Linked DNA regions of Muntiacus reevesi: region 1 is linked to region 2. A link is a contact called in public Hi-C data. All regions are on one chromosome and are shown on one strand. Each heading gives the region's core, a stretch centred on a gene start, on an enhancer-like site or on the middle of the called end of the contact. The rest is flanking DNA. Distances are from core to core; before and after follow the strand shown. Region 1 holds the start of PARP4 (poly(ADP-ribose) polymerase family member 4). Region 2 holds the start of ZMYM5 (zinc finger MYM-type containing 5).

Evidence for each region. Hi-C and Micro-C count contacts between places; a contact is called where the count stands out from the background.
Region 1: a Hi-C map of muscle shows a contact between it and region 2, with 5 times the contacts expected there. The contact joins the promoter of PARP4 here to the promoter of ZMYM5 in region 2. A contact is called at or near these places in 2 of 3 Hi-C or Micro-C datasets (blood and muscle).

Annotation. Positions count from the first base shown.
Region 1 is chr11:34,416,487-34,420,939 of mMunRee1.1, reverse strand. PARP4 (poly(ADP-ribose) polymerase family member 4) reads left to right here and starts at 3,028. Exons shown (of 34, transcript XM_065902459.1): 1 at 3,028-3,219. CENPJ (centromere protein J) reads right to left here and starts at 1,079. Exons shown (of 15, transcript XM_065902250.1): 1 at 766-1,079. It also overlaps the pseudogene LOC136144534.
Region 2 is chr11:34,179,598-34,184,461 of mMunRee1.1, reverse strand. ZMYM5 (zinc finger MYM-type containing 5) reads right to left here and starts at 2,482. Exons shown (of 8, transcript XM_065901876.1): 1 at 2,465-2,482; 2 at 1,523-1,592.

The DNA.
Region 1 (4,453 bases), core at 1,779-4,278, 240 kb before region 2:
CCGTCAGGACGGATTTCAAGATGACTGTCAGAACTGACTGTGCTGTTTCTCCACCTAGGTGCCTCCATTCAACTAATGGAGGCAGGTGGGGAAAGTCCTATCTTTCCACAAAACTTGACTCTTTATTGGCTTTGAGCAGTGAGCAGGTGGACCCCACTTTGGGTAATACATCTTTCCTCCACCTATAAAAGAAACTGCTTTTCACCGCTTCATTTCAATTTCATTACTATGATCCTGAAAGTATATTTACTGTCAGCATGATGCATAGAAATCCTGTTTTTTCCCCATAACCTGTTATTTATTATTGATACTAAGGCCTTGGTAAAGGAAGCATACTCAGTAAAATGCCTAGAAGGATTATCAGAATGTGAACTCGGATTTTTCTATTATCAAAATCTGTTTGAAACAAACGGACAGCCTTAATACCACCAAAAACTGCCACACAAGCATTCTTTAAAGCACCGGGGGAGGAGTTAAATTATCTGCAACGCGAGGCAGAAAATGTAGATGCAAACAATTCAAACCCACCCTCAGGTCTTGAAAACCAACTGATTACTTAGGGAGGTGAATTTCCGGTCTCCCAAAGAACACGTCCGTCATAGAAGCCCACCGACCCACAGCAAATCTTTCAAACCCAAAGCTTTGAATAACCTCGGAAAAGGGCACCCCGCACCGCCCCTCCGCGCCGACTAGCGCGCCCCCAACTGGCCGAGCCGGTCGCTCCGCGCGCCGCCGGCCCGCTCGGATTCAGGACGGCAAACTAACCAGCTCCTTAAGTTCCTCCCCACAAGAAGTCCAGCTCAGAGGCCCGCGCCCCTCAAGCCTCTCAAGCCAGAGCCGGAGAAGGTGCTGCTGCACTTACAAACCACCCGCCACTGCCGCCGCCGCTCCGCCCGCGGACCCAAAGGCTCCTGGAAAGTGTAGTTCCTTCGGCCCCTCTGCGCTTGCGCGAGCGCGCCGTCGGACACACGCAAACTACAACTCCCAGAGAAGCCCGGAAGACACCCGTTAGTGGGCGCTCGCGGCCAGGCACCTTCCGCCCAGGCGTGGGTTCGGGGTCGGAGTAGTGGGCGGCTAAGCAGCGGGGAGATGGCTGCCGCAGAGCACTTCCGGGTTCGATCGCCGCCCCACCCCCCCTTGGCCTTTGAAAACGTCGCTGGCGCTCTCGCGAGAAGTGAGTCTTCTCGTCTCTGGAAACACGCGTCTGTGGATGATCTGATCGGTGGAGGAAACTTTTTTGCCAAGATTTCTTTGGTTTTTGTTGTCTTTGCCAGGCGGGACCGAGTAAAGGAAAGGAGGGCAGTCGGCCACACTATTTCATGGCAAAGACAACCTTGTGATGAATTCACTGCTTGTCTTTATCGCTTGTCTTTGCTGCTTAATACGTAATTGGCCATGTGAGCAGTAAGTGTTGAAACTATGTTATTTTGAACACTGGCGTGCAAAGCTCGAAATTTTTTTTTTGTTTGTTAATTGCCATCGCAGAGTGCTGCGTAGAAGCGGACTCAACAATGCAAGGTAGCATTGTGTACACAACTTGGGCTTTGTGCCTGTTTATAAACATTTAAAGAAATCAAACGAAGTGCCATTTGTAACAACCGGTATAAGAAATAAACTAGCGCCTACTGCTGGCCCTGCACGACAGTACAGGGCAATAATGGAGAGACAGTTGTTGGGGCAAGGAATGATAACTGTATTCCAAAAGCCAGAAAACAGAAAATGGTGTACTTGGGCCCCTAAAGAACCATCTTGGCAGAGTTAGACTTCCGACTTTTTTTTTGCACTAAAAGCCTCCAGAGGCAGGGCAGAGTGGTAAAGTCACCTACTCCTGGTTCTCCTCAGCGTCTGGAGAAGATGTGTTAATTTCTTCCTTAATGCAGTCATTCAGGGGTGGGCCTGGTCAGGATGTTTCTAGTCAGGGAGCTTGAAATGGGTGAAAACAAATATTCTGGTACAAGTTCTACAAAAACAAAGGTACTTTAGCTAAACAAAGGTATTTTTGCTTAATACCAATTACCTGGAAGGCAGTGTTCCCAGAGATGAGTCATTATGTATAATTTAAGCTGGCAGGCAGAGGAACCAGAGATCAAATTGCTAACATCTGTTAGATCATAGAAAAGCAAGAGAGTTCCAGAAAAACATCTACTTCTGCTTTATTGACTACACCAAAGCCTTTGTGTGGATCACAGCAAACTGTGGAAAATTCTTCAAGAGATGGGAATACCAGACTGACCACCTTACCTGCCTCCTGAGAAACTGCTATGCAGATCAAGAAGCAACGGTTAGAACAGGACATTGAACAATGGACTGGTTCCAAATTGGGAGTACATCAAGGCTGTATGCAGAGTACATCACGGGAAATACTGGGCTGGATGAAGCACAAGCCGGAATCAAGATCGCTGGTAGAAATACCAATAACCTTAGATGTGCAGATGCAGAGATCTGCAGATAATAACCTTTATGGCAGAAAGTGAAGAAGAACTGAAGAACCTCTTGATGAAAGTGAAAGAGAGTGAAAAATCTGATTTGTAACTCAACATTCAAAAAACTAAGATCATGGCATCCAGTCCCATCACTTCATGGCAAATAGATGGGGAAACAGTGGAAACTGTGACAGACTTTATTTTCTTGGGCTCCAAAATCACTGCAGATAGTGACTGCAGCCCTGAAATTAAAAGATGCTTGCTCTTTGGAAGAAAAATTATGACCAACGTAGACAGCATATTCAAAAGCAGAGATATTACTTTGCCAACAAAGGTACATCTAGTTAGAGCTATGGTTTTTGCCAGTAGTAATGTATGGATGTGAGAGTTGGCCCATAAAGAAAGCTGAGCACCAAAGAATTGATGCTTTTGAACTGTGGGGTTGGAGAAGACTCTCGAAGTCCCTTGGATTGCAAGGAGATTCAACCAGTCCATCCTAAAGGGAATCAGTCCTGAATATTCATTGGAAGGACTCATGCTGAAGCTGAAACTCCAGTACTTTGGCCAAGTGATGTGAAGAACTGACTCATTGGAAAAGACCCTGATGCTGGGAAAGAAAAGGTAGGAGGAGAAGGGGACAACAGAGGATGAAATGGTTGGATGGCTTCACTGACTTGATGGACATGAGTTTGAGCAAGCTCCAGGAGTTGGTGATGGACAGGGAAGCCTGGCATGCTGCAGTCCTTGAGGTTTCTTGGAGTCAGACACATCTGAGCGACTGAACTGACTGAAGCTGGTAAGCAACATCTTTTTAGTGATTAACTTGTAATAGAATATGAAAAGATTCTTTCCTATTACACTGCTGCTGCTACTGCTAAGTCACTTCAGTCGTGTCCGACTCTGTGCGACTCCATCCCTGGGATTCTCCAGGCAGGAACACTGGAGTGGGTTGCCATTTCCTTCTCCAATGCATAAAAGTGAAAGTGAAGTTGCTCAGTCGTGTCCCACTCTTCAGGACCCCATGGACTGCAGCCTACCAGGCTCCTCCATCCATGGGATTTGCCAGGCAAGAGTACTGGAGTGGGGTACCATTACCTTCTCTGTCCTATTACACTACCACTGAGTTAGTTTTAAAAAATAGGGACTTCCCTGGTGATCCGATGGCTAAGACTCCATGCTCCTAACTGTAGGGAACCCAGATCGATCCCTGGTCAGGGAACTAGATCCCACATGTCATAACTAAAAGAATCCACATGCTGCAACCAAAACCTGGTGCAGATAAATAAATAAATACATATATTTGTTAAAAGATTACTTTAAAGACATTTTTGTAAAAATTGGGCTTCCCAAAAGTGTTTTGCTAGCTACTTCAAAAATAGTCCTTCTTCCCAAAATCTTTTTTTTTCTTTCTTTTTTTAATTATGGATGAGAAGTCAAAGCCCAAGACGTCCAAAGTCACACAGCTAGATGCCACACAAGGAACCAAATGCTCATCCTCATTTATTACAGTCCTTTGGCTTGAAAGCTTGCCCAACTCTTATTTTTTTTCAAGTGTGTATCTTTTCAAAATAGTTACAATATTTACTACTTTTTTGCCTATATTTTATTCTTCTATTCTAATTCAGTCTAAGTATCACATTGGTTATTGGTTGAATAAATTAGTCTTTTACTACATTCAAGTCGTAACTGACTTTTAAATCAATGTTATATAAATGTTCACCTGTAGCCCAGGTAATTTTCAAAACTGCCCACTAAGCTTAAAGATTCTTAAAATCCATTGCAAGGTGGAAGGGGGGTTTCTGAGCAGAGGCTCTGCGTGCTGCAACGCCCGCTACCCGGCTCTGAGGCAGCGCAAATCCCGGCTAGCGCCTGCTCATTCCTGGTGGCCCGCCACGGCCGAGTCCCGCATGGAGATGGCAGTCGACCTTGGAGACGAGTGGTGGGAGAACCAGCAGGCAGGAGCAGCCAGCAGCCCAGGGCATCAGATGGTGAAGGAGGAGGAGACACAGAAATCGCGCAGCAGGAGACAG
Region 2 (4,864 bases), core at 1,233-3,732:
AGCTTAGCAAAAATGGAAAACTCAGTAAAAGGACTGAAAGATAAAGCTGAGGAAATATCAGAAGACAAAAAACACAAGAATTGTAGGTACCGTTAACAATGTGTGTGTGTGTCTCACATAGCTTATGGGCTAGGCACTTTACAATCTTCATAGCAATTGAGAACACAGACACAATTTACTTATAAAATGTGGATAAAAAAGTGTATTTAACTGAATAAGATGTGCATTTATAAAGGTTCTGTTATTGACTCTTATTTAGTTTGCACTTGCCAAAGTAATAGGAGAACAGAGATATAAACCAGATATGAAATCTGGCTGGCACTAAACCTAGTCCTTTTCACACTGTGCCCACCTATGCTAGGAACCTGCTGTTGAGAAAATGGCTTTTCTAAGTGGTAATAACTGAGTCAGCGATTTGTTATCCTTCCAATCTTTTAGTCCCCACTAGTTCCCTTTCCCTAATAAAGTCCCTCATAGCTCTAGAACCCTGCCCACATCCCTTCATCTCACACAACTACCACATAATCTGAAATATCATTTCAGGTATCCTATGAAAATCACCCAGTCAAAACAATATCCATTCCTAAAAACTGTCTTAACTAATGAAGTGTGCCATGAAGCACAACAGTGTAAGTGCAAAGTCAAGTCTGGCAAGAAGCAACAATAGCAGAGGGAAGGCAGGAATACTACTATGAGAAACAGTAGTATTCACAAATTTCTTTTTGATGACTGGTGAAAAACTGACCAGCTGAAAGGACAAAATAGGCAGGACCTAAGACTGTACAGAAGCCCAGATAATAAATGTAGAATCAGAGGTTTTTTGTTTTTTTTTTAATCACTTTGAGACACTTTACAAAATTATTGATTCAGGCAAGGGTTGGTGTTAAAGCCATTAACGCAACAGCTGACAGGGAACTGAGCATTTAATTGTACCAAAATGAACGGCACTTAGCCTACTTTTTAGAAACAAGAAAAAAAAACACATCAACTTCATAATGGAGACTGTCACTAGCAATTTGGTAATTTGGTGGTCCATCTTAGAATGGCGACTAGGGTAAGAACTAGATTATATCTTTTTTAAAAGAAAAAGACTATCTCCTGATGTGATGCTTGCCTGAGTTTTATCAGGATACAGAAACACAAATCTTCCTCAAATATAAGACAAACACACACACAAAGTACTGTGTCCATCAACCATAGAATAACGATAAGATTCAGTCAGTCTAGTTAATTCAACAGTACGGAAAAAAATTATTTCTAACCATTAGAAAGCAAAAATATGTTAAAAAGAAAGCATTAAAAATGGAATATCTTAGAACTCTAAGAGCATACCAGTGGTGTAAATATCAGCACGCACTCCCCATGCTTTCCCAGGGATTTCCCTGACTTGGCTCTGGGGACAAGGGCCACTCCAGAAACTAGCTCTCTGCCTTCAAGGTAAGAGAAAGGTTAAGTTCCACAGAAGCACACTCTAGTAGTGCGCTAACTGTATTACACAGACACGCAGGGTAAAATTACTTACCGTGGACGCTTTCCCCCTTAATTACTATCACCGAACTATCACCAGACTGTCCTGAAGGTGATTCCTGGCCCTAGAACGAAGGATGAAAGCGTACTTCGTTATAGCCAAGCTGGACGCAACACCAGCTCACAAGAGAGGAAGCAAAGAGACAAGAAGTCAAGAAGCCTCAGCGCTCCTCCACAATCCGCCCCCCCCAACCCCACAGCCACCGAGGCGCCAGGTACACAAACACCGAGGCCCCGCCACCACCGCACGACCGCACAGTCCCTGCAAGCCACAGGCGGGAGGCGGAGGGCGAGCGCGGCCTCGAGCCCGCGGAGACGCCTATCCCCAGATTCGGCCCGTGCGACGCCGCCGCCGTCCCTCAGGAACCCACTCGCCCGCAGCTCGCGTCACCGCGGGGCGGAAACCCCCGTGTTGGCCCGCAGCCTGAGACCTGCCTGCTCCTCGTCCGCCATTAGAAACTCTCCCAAATAAGCAGTGAGAAGACGCCGCGCCGGGGTCTGGGCGGCCGAGGAGGGGACCTGGTGCGGGAGGGGGCCGTGTCCTCAGCCCCAAACTTGCGGATCCCGGGTCGCCGCCGGGAGAGCGCAAGCGCGGCCACGAGCGCCCACGGAGGCGCCCCTCCCCCACCCCGCGACCCCCGAGGCTCGCCGGCGGCCACCTCACTCCGCCCTCGCGGCCGCGCCCGCACTCCCGCAGCCCGCGGGCCGCCCGCCAACGCGCCTGGGACATCAGCGGAGCCGCCGGCAGCCGGAGGCCCCGAAGCGGCAGCAGCAACGGCGGCCGCGCCGCGGGGCGCTCGTCCCAGGTCGGTGGGAGGCTTCGGAGGCCGCCCTCACCCATCTCCGCCTCCCGGCGGAGCCTCCGGAGGCTGCGCCGCTCCTGGCCACCCGACTGTCGGCGGCCCTGGGCTGGAGACACGACGGGGACAAGCCTCACCCGGTTCTGGCTGCGGCTCCGCGGAACAAACTTCCCCGCCCCCAGCCCACCCCTCTTCGGCAACACGCGCAACTCCACTCTGTCCAGTCCCGGCCTTAGAGCTGGTGAGGAGGCAGAGGCGGCGCCCAAGGCGCCGCGACCCGACCTGGCAGGCCCCGCCCCCTGCGCCCTCACTGGCGGCCGGGAAGGGCGGGCTGGGCGCCTCGGGCACGCCCATTGGCTGCGTCCACCTTCCTTCAGGACCCCCTTGAGGGGGTGGTCCGATGCCCTGTCCGTCAGCCGCAGGCCACACCCCCGCGCCTCCGTTGCATTCCCCGCCTTTTCTGCCCGGATCCCCGACTAGCGCGTCTCAGTGAACACAGAGTCTGTTGCTAGCTGCAGTAGCCGAGCGCTGTCGGGCCCCAGCGGCCAGAAGACCTGAACCGGGCCACCTGCCCTCGCAGCGGCTGCGAGTGCCAAGGCCTCGATGTCCCCCAAGCCCTCCATATCCAGTGTTTGGGAGCCCCGTGAGCCCTGGGCGGGCAGGGGCTTCAGCGACCGGGGCAAGAGCAGGGGTCTGGAAGGCCGGCGGCGGGGCCCCGCGCGCTCCGAGGACTGAAAGCGCTTCCCTTCCCCTCAGCCCGGTGGGGAGGCGTCCCCCGCTCCCGTCAAGGCTGCGGGGGGAGACGATGTCCTCCATCTTGTCGGGGCCGCGAGGGGAACTGAGGACAACTCCGACTAGTCCCAGAAAGCCGGGGCTGGGCCCCGCGACGGAGACGGCGCCCACTGCCAGCTCCGCACCTGGGCCCGGCCTCAACTGGAGAAAGCCCCCACGCACCAGGAAGACCCAATGTAACCATATAAATAAAATTTTAAAAAAGAAAATCACCAAGGACATAGTTGAACTCAACACCATCGCTCAACTGAAAATAATGACATCAAAAGTCTCATCCAATATATGGTAGAATATATATTCTTCTCAAACTCACATGGATCATTCACCAGGACAGATCACATTCTGGGTTCTCAAACACACCTTAACAAATTTAAAAGGACAGAAATTCTACAGCCTCTGATCTTTGACCATGGTAAAATTAACCTAGAATTAAATAATAGATAGCTGGAAAATCTCAATAAATGAAGACGAAACAACACAGTTGAGCAAGCTCTGGGGAGTTGGTGATGGACAGGGAAGCCTGGCGTGCTGCAGTCCATGGGGTCGGGTTGTCAAGAGTCGGACACGACTGAGTGACTGAACTGAAACAACACAGTTTTAAATAACACAAGTCAAAGAAGAACTCTCAAACTAAAAAATACTTTGAACTAGATGAAAATGAAAATACAGCTTATCAAAATTTGTGCGATACAGTGAAAGTAGTACTTAGAGGGAAATTTACAGCACTGACTTCATTGGCTGGGAAACAAGACCTAATATTAATTAGTCAGCTAAGTTTCTACCCAAGGAAACAGAAAGAAAAGCACATTAAATACAGAGTAAGCATATCAATGTATGACAAAACCCATTGAAAAATAAAAATTAAAAATAAATAAATAAATAAAATACAGAGTAAGCATAAAAAGTGAAATAATAAGAATCAGAGCAGAAATTAAATTGAAGGCAAGTCAATAAATGAAAATTAATAAAATTAAAAGCTGTTTCTTTGAAAGTTCAATCAAATTAATAAGCCTCTAACCAGGCAAACTAAGAAAAAGAGGACTCATTGGACTTCCCTAATGGTCAAGTGGCTAAGAGACCAAACTCCCAATGCAGGGGGGCAGGGTTCCATACCTGGTCAGGGAACTAGATATCACATGTCTCAGAGTTGGTATGCCACAACCAAAAGATCCTGTGTGGGTCAAAAGAAGACCCTGTGGACCACAACAGACATTGAAGGTCCCACGTGCTGCAACTAAGACCTAGTGCAGCTGAATGAACAAATGTCTTGAAAGAGAGAGCACAAGAGAGCAGACACAAATTATTAATATCAGAAATGAAAAAAGGGGGTAAGCGCTTCCTTGGTGGTCCAGTGGTTAAGAATCTGCCTCGTAATGCAAGGGGCTCCAGTTCAATCCCTGGTCCAGGAAGCTCCCACATGCTGCAGAGCAACTAAGCCCATGTACACAACTACTGAGCACCAGCACCTAGAGCCCTTGCTCTGCAACAAGAGAAGCCACTACAGTGAGAAGCCCACATACCTTAACAAGGAGTAAGCCCTGCTCTCTGCAACTAGAGAAAGCCCCGAATAGAGGAACAAAAACTCAGCAACGAAGACCTAGCACAAAAATAAATAAATAAATATTTTTTAAAAATAAATGAAAAAGGGAACATTACTGAAGATCCCTGACATTAAAAGGATAATGAGGAATAGTATGAACAACACTATGCCCACAAATTTGGGCATAACTTACTGGAAATAGACC